Regions from separate parts of the Mus musculus genome. Here region 1 is linked to region 2. Evidence: chromatin contacts called from public HiChIP or PLAC-seq data. All regions are on one chromosome and are shown on one strand. Each heading gives the region's core, a stretch centred on a gene start, on an enhancer-like site or on the middle of the called end of the contact. The rest is flanking DNA. Distances are from core to core; before and after follow the strand shown.

Region 1 (6,736 bases), core at 1,088-3,587, 540 kb after region 2:
CGCAATTCATGAATTCAGGGACCCTATAACATGATTCACATGGGAGACCTGCTACAGACGGCTCATAGAACTCAGCAGGCTTAGCTGGTAAAGGTGCTTGCCTGGATGCTTGGTGATGCTGTGTGTGTGTGTGTGTGTGTGTGTGTGTGTGTGTGTGTGTGTGTTTATAGCTTGTGGCCACATGGTGGTTTGAAGGCATCAACGGGTACAGTGACCACATCTGGAGAGATGAAAGTACCCAGGGATGCTGGGATCAACTGGAGGCTTTGCAAGGATCCTACGCCATGGAGAGAGTTTGTGGAGGTCACACCTCAAGGCCTGGTTAGCCAACACAAAGAGTGCAGAAGTGGCGTGGGCTTTGATACTTGCTTTGTGACTTCAGGCAAAGCATGTGCAGTCTTCTCCTTGGTAAAATGCCGCCAACGGCCAGTGCTTTGCTGGGAAGTTGGCAGGAAATCAGGAGCAGTTGCTACACAGGGATGAGCTTAGAGCTGGTCTTGACAGTGGTTCGCGATCATCTCTCCTGGAGACTGGGGTAGAGGGCCTGAAACGGGTGGGTGCAGGGATGGGTAGATGGACCGAGGCATGTGGGTGGATGGGTAAATGGGGAGATGGGTGGGTGGGTGCATGGATGAATGGATGTGTGGTTGCAGGGATGGATGCACGGATGGGTAGGTGCAAGTATAGGTGACGGATTGATTGATCGATGCCTGCCTGGGTGGGTGTATGGGCAGAAGGTGGGGAAGGGGACATGGATGGATACCCTCCAGGGATGCAGGATTCAGTTCCCAGCCATGGCTAGAAGAAGGAATTTCAGACCCTAGCTTGGGTCCTAGCTGAGACTGGGAAGTATGAACTTTATTGTCCTGTCTGTCTGTCTGTCTGTCTGTCTGTCTGTCTGTCTGTCGTTTTTCATCCCATTTGCTGTTCCCTGCTCCAAGGGACATGAGTTTCTTCCCTCCCTCTAACCCGGCTGCTCTATCTCCTAGGCTGGTGGATGACCGTTGTGTGGTGGAACCTGCAGCTGGGGACCTGGACAACCCCCCCAAGAAGTTCCGAGGTAAGACCTCCACTCCAGCTGTGAGCATCCCTCCCGGGCCACAGGGTCCTAGTACCAGGTCTGTTGACACCAGTCTGCCTGAGACCATCCTCTGTGATCCGTGTCGACCCCAACTGCATTGACTCAGTGTGGTACATTTCTGCTTTTCCATCCAAGACCACACCCCCTTTCCTGGCACACCCACTTCTGGCCAGGGGCCCAATCTTTCCCGAATTCCCTGCCACTCACCCTTACAAGTCTACAGGGTTTTCTTTGTCTGTCTGTCTGTCTGTCTGTCTGTCTCTCTCTCTCTCTCTCTCTCTCTCTCAAAGGGAATAAAGAAGCTGGGAAAGACAATTGCTTAGGCCTCAGAGGCTCAAAGGAGAACTCTTTCCTGTGCCTCAGTTTCCCCATGTGTGAGGTGAAGGGACTGGACTTTTAGCCCTGGCTGTCCTGGAGCTCACTTTGTAGACCAGGCTGGCCTCGAACTCAGAAATCCGCCTGCCTCTGCCTCCCGAGTGCTGGGATTAAAGGTGTTCGCCAACTCTGAATATCCACCTGCCTCTGGCGGTGTGTGTGTGTGTGTGTGTGTGTGTGTGTGTGTGTGTGTGTGTGTGTCTCCTCCTGGGTAAAACCCCAGGGCCCAAGCATGGCTTCATTCTGTGGCCTGGTCAAGTGTTGTCCCTCAAGGGGCCTCCTATCCTCCATGGTAGAAGGCAACACAGCCCTGGCAGTGGCAGGGTTGGACACAGGGATCACCTGGTTGTTCTTGGGCCAAGCAGTGGATTACCTAAAGGGCTGAGGCTGCCATGCGCCAGACAGCTGGTGCCTGGGCGTGGTGCGAGCAGGCAGGAACACGCCAGTGTGACGCCACCGGGTCTGCAGAGCAGTTGCTCTTCTGGCCAGGGGTGGACTCCATCCTTTGGCTGCTTGCTCCTGGAGACCCTGGCCTGCAGAGGGCCCCGAGGCAGTTCTTCCCCCACGCATGTGTCTATCACTGCACTGCTGTGTCAGGGCTTTGTCTAAGTCGATGTCCTGGGTTGAAGTGTGCCTCAGCAGCTGTGTGGGAGTGAGCCTTGAGCCCTCCCCCCTACCCCCACCAGCCTTCCTCTGCCCCGACTACAGTCATACCTGGTTCTACATTGTCCACTCTCCCTCCGGCTACACCAGCCTCCTCCACTTAGTGACGAGCCAGCCCTCACCCCCTCACTTGCTGTCTGTCCCCTCTGCCCTGCTTGCCCCCACCTCTCACTATGCTCAGCTTCCTCCTGGCTCAAGGTCCCTGGCTCTGGTGTGGCTTTCTCTGACTTCTGTTCCTCTTCTGTTTAGTTTTCTGCATCAGTTGAGCCCAGCATGCTCTGTGTTCTGTGTAACTCACTTCTCCTTCTCTCTCAAAGCCCATTTCTCTCAGGCTTTTAGCTGGGTGAGTTCAGATTTAACTGCGAAGCCGAGATGGTTCTGAACTTCTGATGCATCCCGGTGCTGACATTTTTTTACCGTGTATGGGCGTCACTGCAGGTCACAGGGCACGTGTGGAGGTCTGGGGATGACTTTCAGGGAATCTTTCTCTTCTGGTCTGGGGATTGAACTCCAGCCAGGCTTGTAAGTTAAGCTCTGTCGCCCGCTGAGCTACCCAGCCTCTGGTGTTCTGGTTTGTCATTTGTGTCCCTTACTAGAACATTGGCTCTGCAGGGACAGGATTTTAGTCTGGCTTTTTGTGTTTCTGGTTTTATTGGCAATTTCAGTCTCCTAGCTCTTTGGGCAAGTGGGGAAAGGAAGGGAGGGAGGGAGGAAGAAGAAAAGAGAGAGGAATGTGGGAGAGAGCAGAAAAAAATGAAGGTCCCCTGGGGCCCCTGGCTGCTGCCAGCACAGGGAAGGACTGTGCACAGAGGTGTGTACCGTCATCGGCCTATGGAGTGACAGGAAGGTGACAGAGAAGTGGGTGCGGTAGGGGAAGATACGCCCTTGGCTTCCAGCAGACAATCTGGGGCCAGCTTTTGACAACAAGAAGGCCACTTAGAAGAACAAACACCCCCTTGCCTGGTTTCTTTCCCACACCTCCATCTCTGTCACTTCCCAGGGCTTGGGAACAGGGACTCCTGAGATCCTCCTGGCGTCCCTGGCTTGGCCTGTACAGCCGAGCATGGCAGGGACCCAGGCTCCACTTGGTCCTGCTGAGCCCGAAGGATTCTGGTCTTGGACAGGGTCTGTTCTCCGCAGCTCCCAGAGGGCAGGTGCAAGTCTCGGCATTAGAACTCAGGACCAGACTCAGGGCTCCAACCTGAGACTGAAACACCTCACTTGCCTGAGGCCTGCCATTTGTGGTTTTAGCACCGCTGTGGGATGTGTGTGTGTGTGTGGGGGGGTGTCGAGGCAGACATTTAGAAGTTGTCAGGTGGTTATCAGACTGTTCAGGGAGCCCCGGGTGTTCTGCCCTCCCGTCTTGGGGTGAGACCTGTCACCGCAGAGGACTCTTGTTGCCCACAGCTCATTGTTCACTGTGCCCTTTGAGCTCCCACCCAGGTCCCTGCTGACTTCTAGGTTCTTCAGTGGGACCGGTAAAGCCCCGTCTGCTTTGGCTCCTCGTGTGTTCTTTCAGCTCCAGCCACCGCTTGCATCACCCCAAGCCTCAGCTTGTCCAGGGAATTCTTTCCAGTCTTGGCAAGGGATGCCCAGGCTGCTGGTGCTAGAGGTGCCGTCTACCAGCTCAGCCCCCTGGTGCCCACTCTGTGCTACGGGTGTTGATCCACGTGGTACCTCCCTTCCTTAGCCCATTCCCCTTTTCCTCCCGTGAGGGAGGGGGCACCGGTGGGGGAGGGCTCGGCAGCCTTGCATTAGGGGACGTTCAGGAAGCTCAGAGCGCACTCCTTCAGGCACAGACACCTGGACTCAGTGGGTTGAGGTCATCTTATGGCTCAGACCAGTGAGAGGAGGAGCATGAGGTTGCCTTCCTCTGCTTCCATAGAGGGGTGCTCTTCCTCCAGCATTTACCCCTGCTCTTCCAGAGTGCTCCCCAAGCTCTGGTGGAGGAGCTCTGTGGTAGAGCTCTTGCCTAGTTTGCAGGGAGCTGTGTCACAAAAACAAACAAAAACATACTTTGGAGCCAGGTGAGGTGACTCATGTCTGTAATCCTGGTGGTCAGGTAGTTAAGATCAGTGGACCATGGGCTCTACACGCTTTTAATCCCAGCACTGAAGGCAGAGGTAGGCGGAGCTCCGGATTTCCTGGTCTACATAGCAAGTTCTAGACCAGCCAGAGCTGCACAGTGAGACCGAGTCTGAAAAACCAAACCCAACCAAAAACCAAAAAGGAGAGGGATCAAGGAAGACACCGGAAATTAGCTTCTGGCTGCCACATGTGCAGGTGAAAACACAGACAGACAGACAACACACAAACATACAGATACACACACACACACACACACACACAGATACACACAGATAAACACACAGGCAAACACAAGACACACAGACACATACACAGACACACACAGATACACACAGGCGTACAGACACACATTCAGACACAGAGACACAGATATACACACAGACACACAAACAGACATACATGCAGATACACACACCAGTATGCACACATGCAGACAAGCAGACAAGCACACACACAGAGACACAAACATAGACATATACAGACACACATGCGCGTGCATACACACACAGGAGAAGTTGGTTCTGTCATTCAGGGTCCTGGTTTAAACTGCTTGTTGCCATTCTGACCTAGGGACAGAGCCAGGAACATGAGGGCGGTTTTGACCTGTGTTACAGAGATAGCCTGTGTGTAGAATCATTGTCCTGTCATGCTGTCCTGTGAGAATTACCCCTGCTGCCTGTGGCTGGACCCTAATTACTGTAGAGTGTCCGTTGCAAGTCTATTCACTGGCTTACCTCTTGATGGGCGCTGAGCTCAGTTCCCATTCGTGGACGACACCACCTTTACACCCACGGACTCGTGCACGGATGAGGAGTTTTGAATCAGTTCTGTGGACTCTTGTTTTGAGACATGGTCTCTCCCACTGACCCGGACCTTGCAGGCTTCCAGCCTCTTCCTCCCTTGTGTTGAGATCACAGGTGTGTTGTGACCAACATGTCTGCTTGCCTGGGCTGTCTCAGTACCTGTGTAGTTTCTTCACCTCACCAGTAGAGGGCACACTCTTGCAGAGTGTGATATTGTGTTGTGTCCACTATGGGCGGTTTGTGGACAGCTGGCTTTCCGTTGGCCACGGAGGCCTCTGTGCATAGCCCATCTCCATCACTCCTTGCTAGGAGGCCATTGGTGTTCGTGCAGTGGCTGCGAGCACAGTGCTTTGGTCTGTATTCCAGATGTCTAGTGAGGCTGAGCGTTTTAAAGTGTCTGTATGTGCATGCACTCGGGGAGCCCACAGGTCAATACTGGGTGTCATCCTTAACTGCTCTCCACCTTGGTTTCTGAGGCAGGGTCTCACTGAGTCTGGAGGTAATCGACTTAGCTAGTCTGGATGGCTGGCACATCCCGAGGCTCACGCTGTCTCCTCCTCACAGCTGGGGTTACAGGCGCCTGCTGCTGCCCCTGACTGTGGGTACCGAGGATTGAACCCAGGTCCTCACGATTGTGTCGAAGCCCTGACACACCGGGCCAGCTCCCAGAATTCCACGGCTGCATAGCTGCTTGCCTGACATTTGTGAGACCCTGGGTTCAACTCCTACAAGTTCATCCTCTCCTCTTAAATATTTACTTTATTACTACTGTTATTGGCTTATTTACTTAATTTTTATGAGACAGAATCTCATTATGTAGTCTTGGCTGGCCTGGAACTTTCTATGTAAACCAGGCTGGCTTTAACTCACAGAGAGCCACGGGCCTCTCCTGCCACGTGCTGGGATTTAAGTGTGTGCTTCTATGGCTTTGCTTTTGTCTATGAGGCAAAACTCCATGCATGTCTGTGCACTATGTGTGTGCAGTCCCCTTGGAGGCCAGAAGAGGGCGCCAGAGCACCCGGAGCTGGAGTTCCAGATTGAGACTCAGTCCTAGAGTCCCCGCAAGAGCAGCCAGAGCTCATAACTGCCGAGCCATCTCTCCAGGCTCTGTTTTCTCTTTTTCATTTAAAAATTCCTTTTTAAAAATGTGTCCCATATCTTGGAAAATGATGTGAATATTAGTGTTTTTTAAAATTCCATGGTTTTAATTATTTAGAAAAAATTACTTATTTTTAATTGTGGTGAAATATACTTAACAAAACACTCTTCCTCGCTGGGGTTGGAGAGACGGCTATGCAGTTAAGAGCACTGGCTGCTCTACAAAGGGCCGGATTTGGCTTTCTAGCACCCACACTGGGGAGTCAACATGGTGTGATTTCAGCTCCAGGGGCCTGCAAGTCTCTCCTAGCCTCTGAAGGCACCCACGGTCTTGTGCACAGGTCCATACCACGATTAACAGTAAAAAAACAAATCTCTTAAAGAAAAAGAAAGATCCCCCCCTCTCTCTCTCACTCACACACACACACACACACACACACACTGAGAAGGTCAGGGTGGCCTTGAACTCCCGACCTTTCATTCCCACCTGTCCTCACCGTTATCCAGCGTTCATCTCTGTGGTGTTCTGAGGTCCTTGTGCAGCCATTGTTCTGTTACCCACCTCCTCCTCCTGCTTTTAGTGTCTGTGACTCTGGCCTTTTAGGAAATTCCTGTCAGTGGAAACGGT
Region 2 (6,972 bases), core at 3,902-6,401:
TTGCCTAGCCGTCCCCATGAATACACATTAAATGTGTACAGAGCCCTTTGACTGAAGGTTCTGCCACTTGAGCCCAGAAAACTGTCCTGAGGGGTCTTGCGTGGCAACACTCTCCTGGAGATTCTGAGAATTCCCCTTGCTGACTTCCCACTAGCACACATGCGCATTGGGTTCTCCAGCCATGCCAGGGACCGCTCCACTCAGTGTGCAATGGATGCAAGTTGCTCTCGAGCACTTCAGGGAATGGGAAACAAAGCTGAGAAGCTTCAAGTGATCACAGGGAAAGGAGAGTGAGGCCCCTCGCCAGGAGTCAGCATCTGTAGGATTGAAGCGACTTCCAGATACAGTGCAGGATTCGATGGCATGGGAGTTACAGTCTATGGGGCTCAACTGATGCCGCAACCCACCTAGCAGCCATAGGGTCTGCAAATAGCCACCTTCCAGGTTCTGGCTTTGGAGCTTGGGGCAGGCTCAGCTTCTGATCCTTACCCTCTTCTTTGTGTGACATCGGCTAGGCTCAGTTTGACAGTCTGTGAAATGGACATAATACTGTCTTCCTAGCGTTCTGGTATGAACAAATGAACAAATGGAATCTGTATCATTTGGTCTATGATGACAACAGAATAAATGTTAGGGAAATAGGGCAGGTCCCAGGGTGCCGTGGATATAGATGACCCAAAGGGAAGCTGGTGATGGGGCTCAGCCCTGAGGGAGATTGAGTTGCTATACAAGGAAATGCGAAAAGTGAATCAGCTCAAAAGTAAAAAAAAAAAAAAGTGAATGATTCAGAAGGCATTCCAGAATAGCAAACAAAGACTCCAAGCCAAATGACTAGGTTCCTCAAAATGAGGACGTCGTTCTGTGGAGCTAGAGCATTAGTCAGGTGGGGGAGGCGGTTACTGGGAAATTTCGCCCTGTTCAGCATTATTGAGAAGTTGTGGGTTCCTGGAGTCTTACTGATGTTACACAGCCCTGTGGGGTTAAGATTACCCAAACCTTGAGCCAGAGCAGTGAAAAGGAAGTGTTTAGTGCAGGATCTATATTAGAAGAAACAAACAGAAAAAAAATGCTCCTTAAAAAGCAAAATGGCCTCAAGGGAAAGTAGTTAGATGTGTTGGAGAATCTGGGGCAGCTGCACAGGCCAGCCAACATCTGCTCCAGGGAGGCAGGACTTGGCACATCTGGGAAGCAGTGATGGGTTACTCCCAAGGTCTGAATCTGATGCAGTCTTTCTGTCCATTATGGAAAAAACCCTCCACTGGGGACATTCCTCCTGTCTAAGTGGTAGAACAACAGAGAAGGGGCTGTATCCCAACTCTGTCACTTGCTTACTGTGTGATCTTGGACAAGTCAGTTACTTCTCTGTGCCCTGTCCGGCATCAACAAGCACCATGATATCTACTTTGTCATTATCACAGACGAGGTCAGTCCCAGTGCCTGGCCCTATTTTTTCCTCCGATGACTTCTTGTTAATGGTGATTATAGATTCTAGAGTCAAGTAACTGAATGCCCCATTTGGTGCCCTCCCAGAAGGTATTATGTCACTACATCTCCACTTATGTATAACTATACCATGAAAAGCCGTGTTCTTATAAAAGAAAATGTGATACTAGGACAATCAGATAGAGGCACACAAAATCTCAAAACACAGGACGAGGGAAGTCCACTTCTAAAATAATGCTACTGTGTGCTGTGTGTGAAGATGACCCCAACTACCACCTCCCCCAGATCTGGAAATAGCCAGATAAGCTATTTGGAGCTTTTCGGGGAACTAGGACTCAGAGAGGTGTCACCGCCCAAGATCAGCTCTGGTTCATTGTTTCAGGAAAGCTGCGGAGGCCTAGACTCTAGAGGTGGATCTGAGAGAAGGACCTTGGAAGATGAAGAAGGAGATGTGAGGCTGGGGAGTGACAACTGCCTCTGTGGGGGACTGAAATACAATCTTTCTGCCCAGGCATCAAGTCATAGCTCAGTCTAGCCCTCTAGTTCATCTTTGATAGCTAATCCCTCAATTATCCATGAATCTTCTCCTCTTTTCCCAGCTATGAGCAGCATTCCAGGATGAAGGCAAGTTCAAGGTCAGAGGAAGAGGAGATTTGAGCTTCGAACAGAAGTTGTGGTATGGCCCTGGCTTTGAGCTCACTTCCTGTTTTGTGGGGGCCTGAGTGGGTCTCTTCTAGCGCTGAACATTCTGTTCCCTTTCCCAACACAGAACGTCCAGCTCCAGCCTGCTGATCAGTGCTCATCTAGTGGGAAAGTGGACCCAGCTGTACCCCAAGATGTCAGTTCACCCTAAGATGCCTTGGGGATTTCACCAAGTGTTTAGAGAAGTAGAGGCTGCCCTGAGTCACAGGCCCTGTGAGTTCATTGCCTGTCAGAACTGAGAGGGGCAGCAGGAGGAAGAAGTGGATTGCGGCACTGCGAAGTAGAAGCTGGGCTTAGAGTCAGAGCTGTCTTCCCTGAGCTGATACCAGAAAGTAGTTATGTCATCTGTTCCCTGGTTCCTCCAACGAACATTGGGTGCCTGTATGTCAGGCAGTGTTTCTCAGTTCTGGAGGTATAGGGAAGGGACAGAGGACAGATCCCTGCGTCAGACAGATAATCCACACTCACAAGTTCTTCCTGCTTTCACAGAGTGATTACTGTACACTGCCTGCCTCCATACTGAGCTCTGGGCCAACAGGATCTCACATAGCCCTTCCAGCACTGTCTGGGATGCAGCTCTCTGCTGTCACCCTGTTTCACAGACATAATGTCCTGCCAGATGTCCTTCTCCTCCTTCAACAGGTTATGACCTCTGAAAGGCAATGAGTCAAGGTGGGGTTCATGTGGTGACACCTCACCCTGCTCCCAGAGCTGGATGACCTAACAAGTAAGGAATGAGGGGTTGTCATCTTCCGATAAGGCCAGTCCCCACCCCCCTAAACACCCTCCCCAGTTTGAGAGGTCTTTCTTGTGCCAGGACCTCCAGCAGAACCTTTCTCAGCATTCCTTAATCATCCTTACTTGGAGGCAGGCATGCCTTTGCTCACCAGTTTCTCCGTCCTCTCACACAGAGAGAATTTGACTCTTTCTAGGCAAGAGGATCCCTTGGACCCATGGTAGCATAGGTGGGTATCTATCCCTTCCATCCCAGAAGCTTCTCCTCCCATTCATCCTGCAGGACATGATATGTGTGAGCTCTGTTATGTATCAGAAGCCCCCACGGGCAGAGGAAGAAGCAGCCATCTGAGGGCAGGTGCTGGGAGCCCAGATCGAACACAACCACACAGAGGTGACAAGAACACAGGTGTCCACGCTTCTGGCCGAGTCTGTCTGGTAGCAGAAACCACCCAGGGTTGGGACTGTTTGGCCTGAGATGTGACAGAACAAACGGCTGTTGGGAGAGCTGCACAGAGGGACGCAAGCAAAGAGGTCATCAGAATTACCAGTGCAGTGAGACAGCCAATTCACAAAAACCCCCATGCTGGGTTAAATAATTCATTTTGTTTAATAGATAATTGCCAACCACATGTTGGTCCTGGGGACTGCTAGACATTGGTGACACTATGTAGAGTAGGAAGGCCAAGCTCCTTCCCTCAATGCCATCTGCATCCTGGTGGGGAGAGTTGGAGCCAGGTGACACCTGCTCTGAGAAATAGATTTACCTGTCTTAGTGTCATGCTGGTACATTAAAATCTACCATTTTATACCACAGAAATTGGCAAACACTATCAAGCACCCAACCATCATCTTGCATCCAAAGACTGGTCATTAATTACTTATAAGTTGATTATTTGTAAGTTTCTTCATGGTGAAGACCACGAACATGTGAAGACAAAGACCATAGTGATCTAGCACACCATATTGCAAGACAGTGAGGTAGACTTTACTGTGAAGTTCCTGTAGAACCTAAGGCAGGTGTGACACACTGGGCTTTTAAAGTCTTCTGGAAACTCTATTAACATCCTTGGTGTTTTCTTAATCTTCCTTCTTTCCCATACAGGTCTTCACCCTCCATCCCATGACCACAGCTAAGAGTCTGAACACTTGATCCCAAATCAGTGGGCTGGGCTACCACCCCCCACCCCCAGGCCTTCCTCATGCTCAGAGAAGAGCGACAAGAAAAATTTTACAGAATTGCTAGGATCTGGGACAGAACTTCCACTCACCCCCGCCCCCCCCCAAGAGTGGCATTATTCGAATGGGCAGAACCTTTCAGAGGTAGGGCACTCTGAGAGGTCGTCTGGCTGTCTGTGAGAAGAAGGGAGGGAGGGTGTGCTCTTGATGGAGATGCTGAGGTCTTGGCCATTTTCTTTACTCCTTTGTTTCCCACTGCTGTGAGGTGGACAGCTGTGCTCCCATTGTGCACCTCTGCCATGATGTGCTGTGTCGCCATCATGGGTGGACTAGGACCTCAGCAAACGTTTTCTTGTTAGCAAGGGCTTATACACTCCACATATGCTGTCATCCTTATGGTTGTTCCAGGTCCTGGTCTCAGGTCACACTCTGAACCATTTAAACAAAGATAGGAGACTCTACCTCTAACTGCTTGGGCAGATGGGGGATTCACACAACAAAGATACTGCCAGAGTTATTTAAGTCCATCACTGTTGCTTGCTCCCTTTGAATAGTTGTTACCAGGGTTCCTCTTGCTCACATGCAGAATTAGGACTTTCCTTATAAGTGGACAGGGAACTTAATGACAGACCAGGACTTACTGATCATTGGGACCCTTGTGCTGCCCCTTAGAGACATATACTCTGATATAAGGATAGGGCTAATGACTGTATGTCCGGGTTGTCTCCTTTTGTTATGGGAATTGAGCCCAGCTGGAGGTCAATCTTGGTGAATAAAACATTAGCATAAACTCTCAGCAATCCTAAACTTCAATTCTGCTACACAATTTTCTTTCTGACAGATTCTAACAACCCTGATTAGTACAGGGCTATCTTCCAGTCATATTGGAAGCAGTGCTCCTTTAGCTAAATTCTGGTTTGGGTAATTTATTATTTCCTAAGCAAATTAGTAAATCCCTTATACTTACGCCAGTACAAAGTCTTTAAGATACACAGTTTCCAACACTTACTTCCTGGTTGTACTCACTTCCTCAATCCAGGCTAAAAGGCTACGTCATCCCGTCATCCTCTCTGCTGACGTCACCACTTGCCCCACCCTGCCCCTCCCATCCACATCACTGACTCCTAATCCAAGTTCAGCTTTAGGTGAGAAGAGCCAGGGAGCCACACTTTCTCTCCCCCAGGCTGCTTCTTTGGCTTTTGGCCTTTTCCTGTCCTATTTCAGACCCTCTGGCTCACTCCCACAGAAGCTAAGCAAACGAACTGGAATCAGTGGGTCTGCGTCCCCCACCCCCGGGGGGGGGGCATTTGAATGTTAAGTTAAACCAGGTTTTATACTTTGGTGAAAGGAGCAAGGTGGTGAGATTATCCAGTGATCCCTGGAGCATTCTTTCCTGTGTGTAGTAGGAACTCTTAATAAACAGTGTCCTGTTAGAAGCAAACATGTTAGACACAGTGAAACTATAGTATATATTTTAACAAGCCTATACAAGGTATATGGTAGTATTTCCTCGGGGCTGGAAAGAAGGCTCAGCAATTAAGAGCTCCTGCTGCTCTTACAGAGGACCCAGGTTTGGTTCCCAGCACTCAGCCTGAGCAGCTCGCACCACCTGTGACTCCAGCCCCAGGGAATCCCACTCCTTCCCCCACTTCCCACAGGCACCTCCTTCCTCTCTCTCTCTCTCTCTCTCTCTCTCTCTCTCTCTACACACACACACACAATTTCTAAATAAATAAATCTTTTTAAAAAATACTATTTACAAACTCAATCACTGATATAAAATACCCCAACATAAGTTGTGACCATCTTTTCAGGAAAATTATAAAATTATAATTATAAAATTAGGTGATATTAAAGAAGATCTGGGTATAACATATAGAGGTGAATGCATGTTCATTGTCAAAAAAAGGACAATGTATACAAAGTATTGTCTGTTCCAATCAAAGTTCAATAGAGCTTTTCATATAATTCAGTAAGTTGAATGTTCAATTTAGACAGACAGCAAAGAGTCAAGAAAGGCTAAATGCCTGTAAATCAGAATTCTGGACAGAGAGCTGACCCATCAAGTACCAAATTTTATTATAGTGGCCATAATTAAGATAACATGAAATTGGCATAGGAATTAATAAATGATATTTAGAAGAGAAAGCCCCTAGTGGGCCACATACATTAGAAAATCTGATTTCTGTTAAAGGCTATATGTCATGATTCTGTATCAAAAGTTACCCAGTTACACACACTCACACATGTACACTCACATATACACACACATACATGCACAAATGTAGACATATACACACATATGCACACATACATTCATACACACGCACATACAAACATGTGCACACAAACTCATACACACAAATGCATGTACAAATACCCCTACACACACACACACAATTCCAGGTGGCTCCAAGTCTTGTGTGTAAAGAAAAACCTTGAAATTCTTACAAGAAAATATAGACTATATGTATCATCTCAGGTAGAGACAGGGGTCTTAAAATACAGAAAGAACAACTACATTTGCTCACTTTGAAATAATTGCTGTCTGTCCAAAAAAAAAAAAAAAAGCATCACAAGGGATTAAATGAAAAAGAAAAAATGTATAAGACATTTGCAATGGATAATCAATAACTAATTAAGATTCAGGATAGGTTAAAACACCTTAAAACTAAAACAGGTAATCCATTAGAAACAGGTAAAGAAACCTAAATATATCTTCCATAAGAGGAAACAAATGTGACCAAGGGACATGTGACAAAATAGTCAGTCTCATTACTCATAGAAATACAAATCGAAGCCACAAGGAAATGCAATGTCATCCCTGGTAAGCCAGTGAAAATTGAGAGTCTGGGCTGGGAATGTGGCTCAATGGAGAAGCCCTTGCCTCCATGGAGACTCCCTTAGCTGAGC

What was found. HiChIP or PLAC-seq counts read pairs in DNA pulled down with a chosen protein or histone mark.
Region 1: a contact with region 2 is called in an H3K27ac HiChIP or PLAC-seq map of microglia, with 4 times the contacts expected there. The contact joins two enhancer-like sites. A contact is called at or near these places in 2 of 115 datasets of contacts at active chromatin or transcription factors (microglia and pancreatic cancer cells).

What each region holds. Positions count from the first base shown.
Region 1 is chr17:27,072,109-27,078,844 of GRCm38.p6, forward strand. It overlaps Itpr3 (inositol 1,4,5-triphosphate receptor 3), which reads left to right. Exons shown (of 58, transcript NM_080553.3): 2 at 990-1,060. Among named protein-coding and RNA genes, the nearest start is that of Mir7677, 16 kb to the right of the region's middle. Within about 2 kb of position 2,338, at least 76 of the 459 cell types and tissues checked have an H3K27ac peak or open chromatin away from gene starts, as enhancers often do. A contact at or near this core is called in microglia, where this site is marked.
Region 2 is chr17:26,533,145-26,540,116 of GRCm38.p6, forward strand. It overlaps Gm34606 (a long non-coding RNA gene), which reads left to right and starts at 1,782. Exons shown (of 3, transcript XR_385489.3): 1 at 1,782-1,894; 2 at 2,043-2,119; 3 at 2,213-3,337. Within about 2 kb of position 5,152, at least 124 of the 459 cell types and tissues checked have an H3K27ac peak or open chromatin away from gene starts, as enhancers often do. A contact at or near this core is called in microglia, where this site is marked.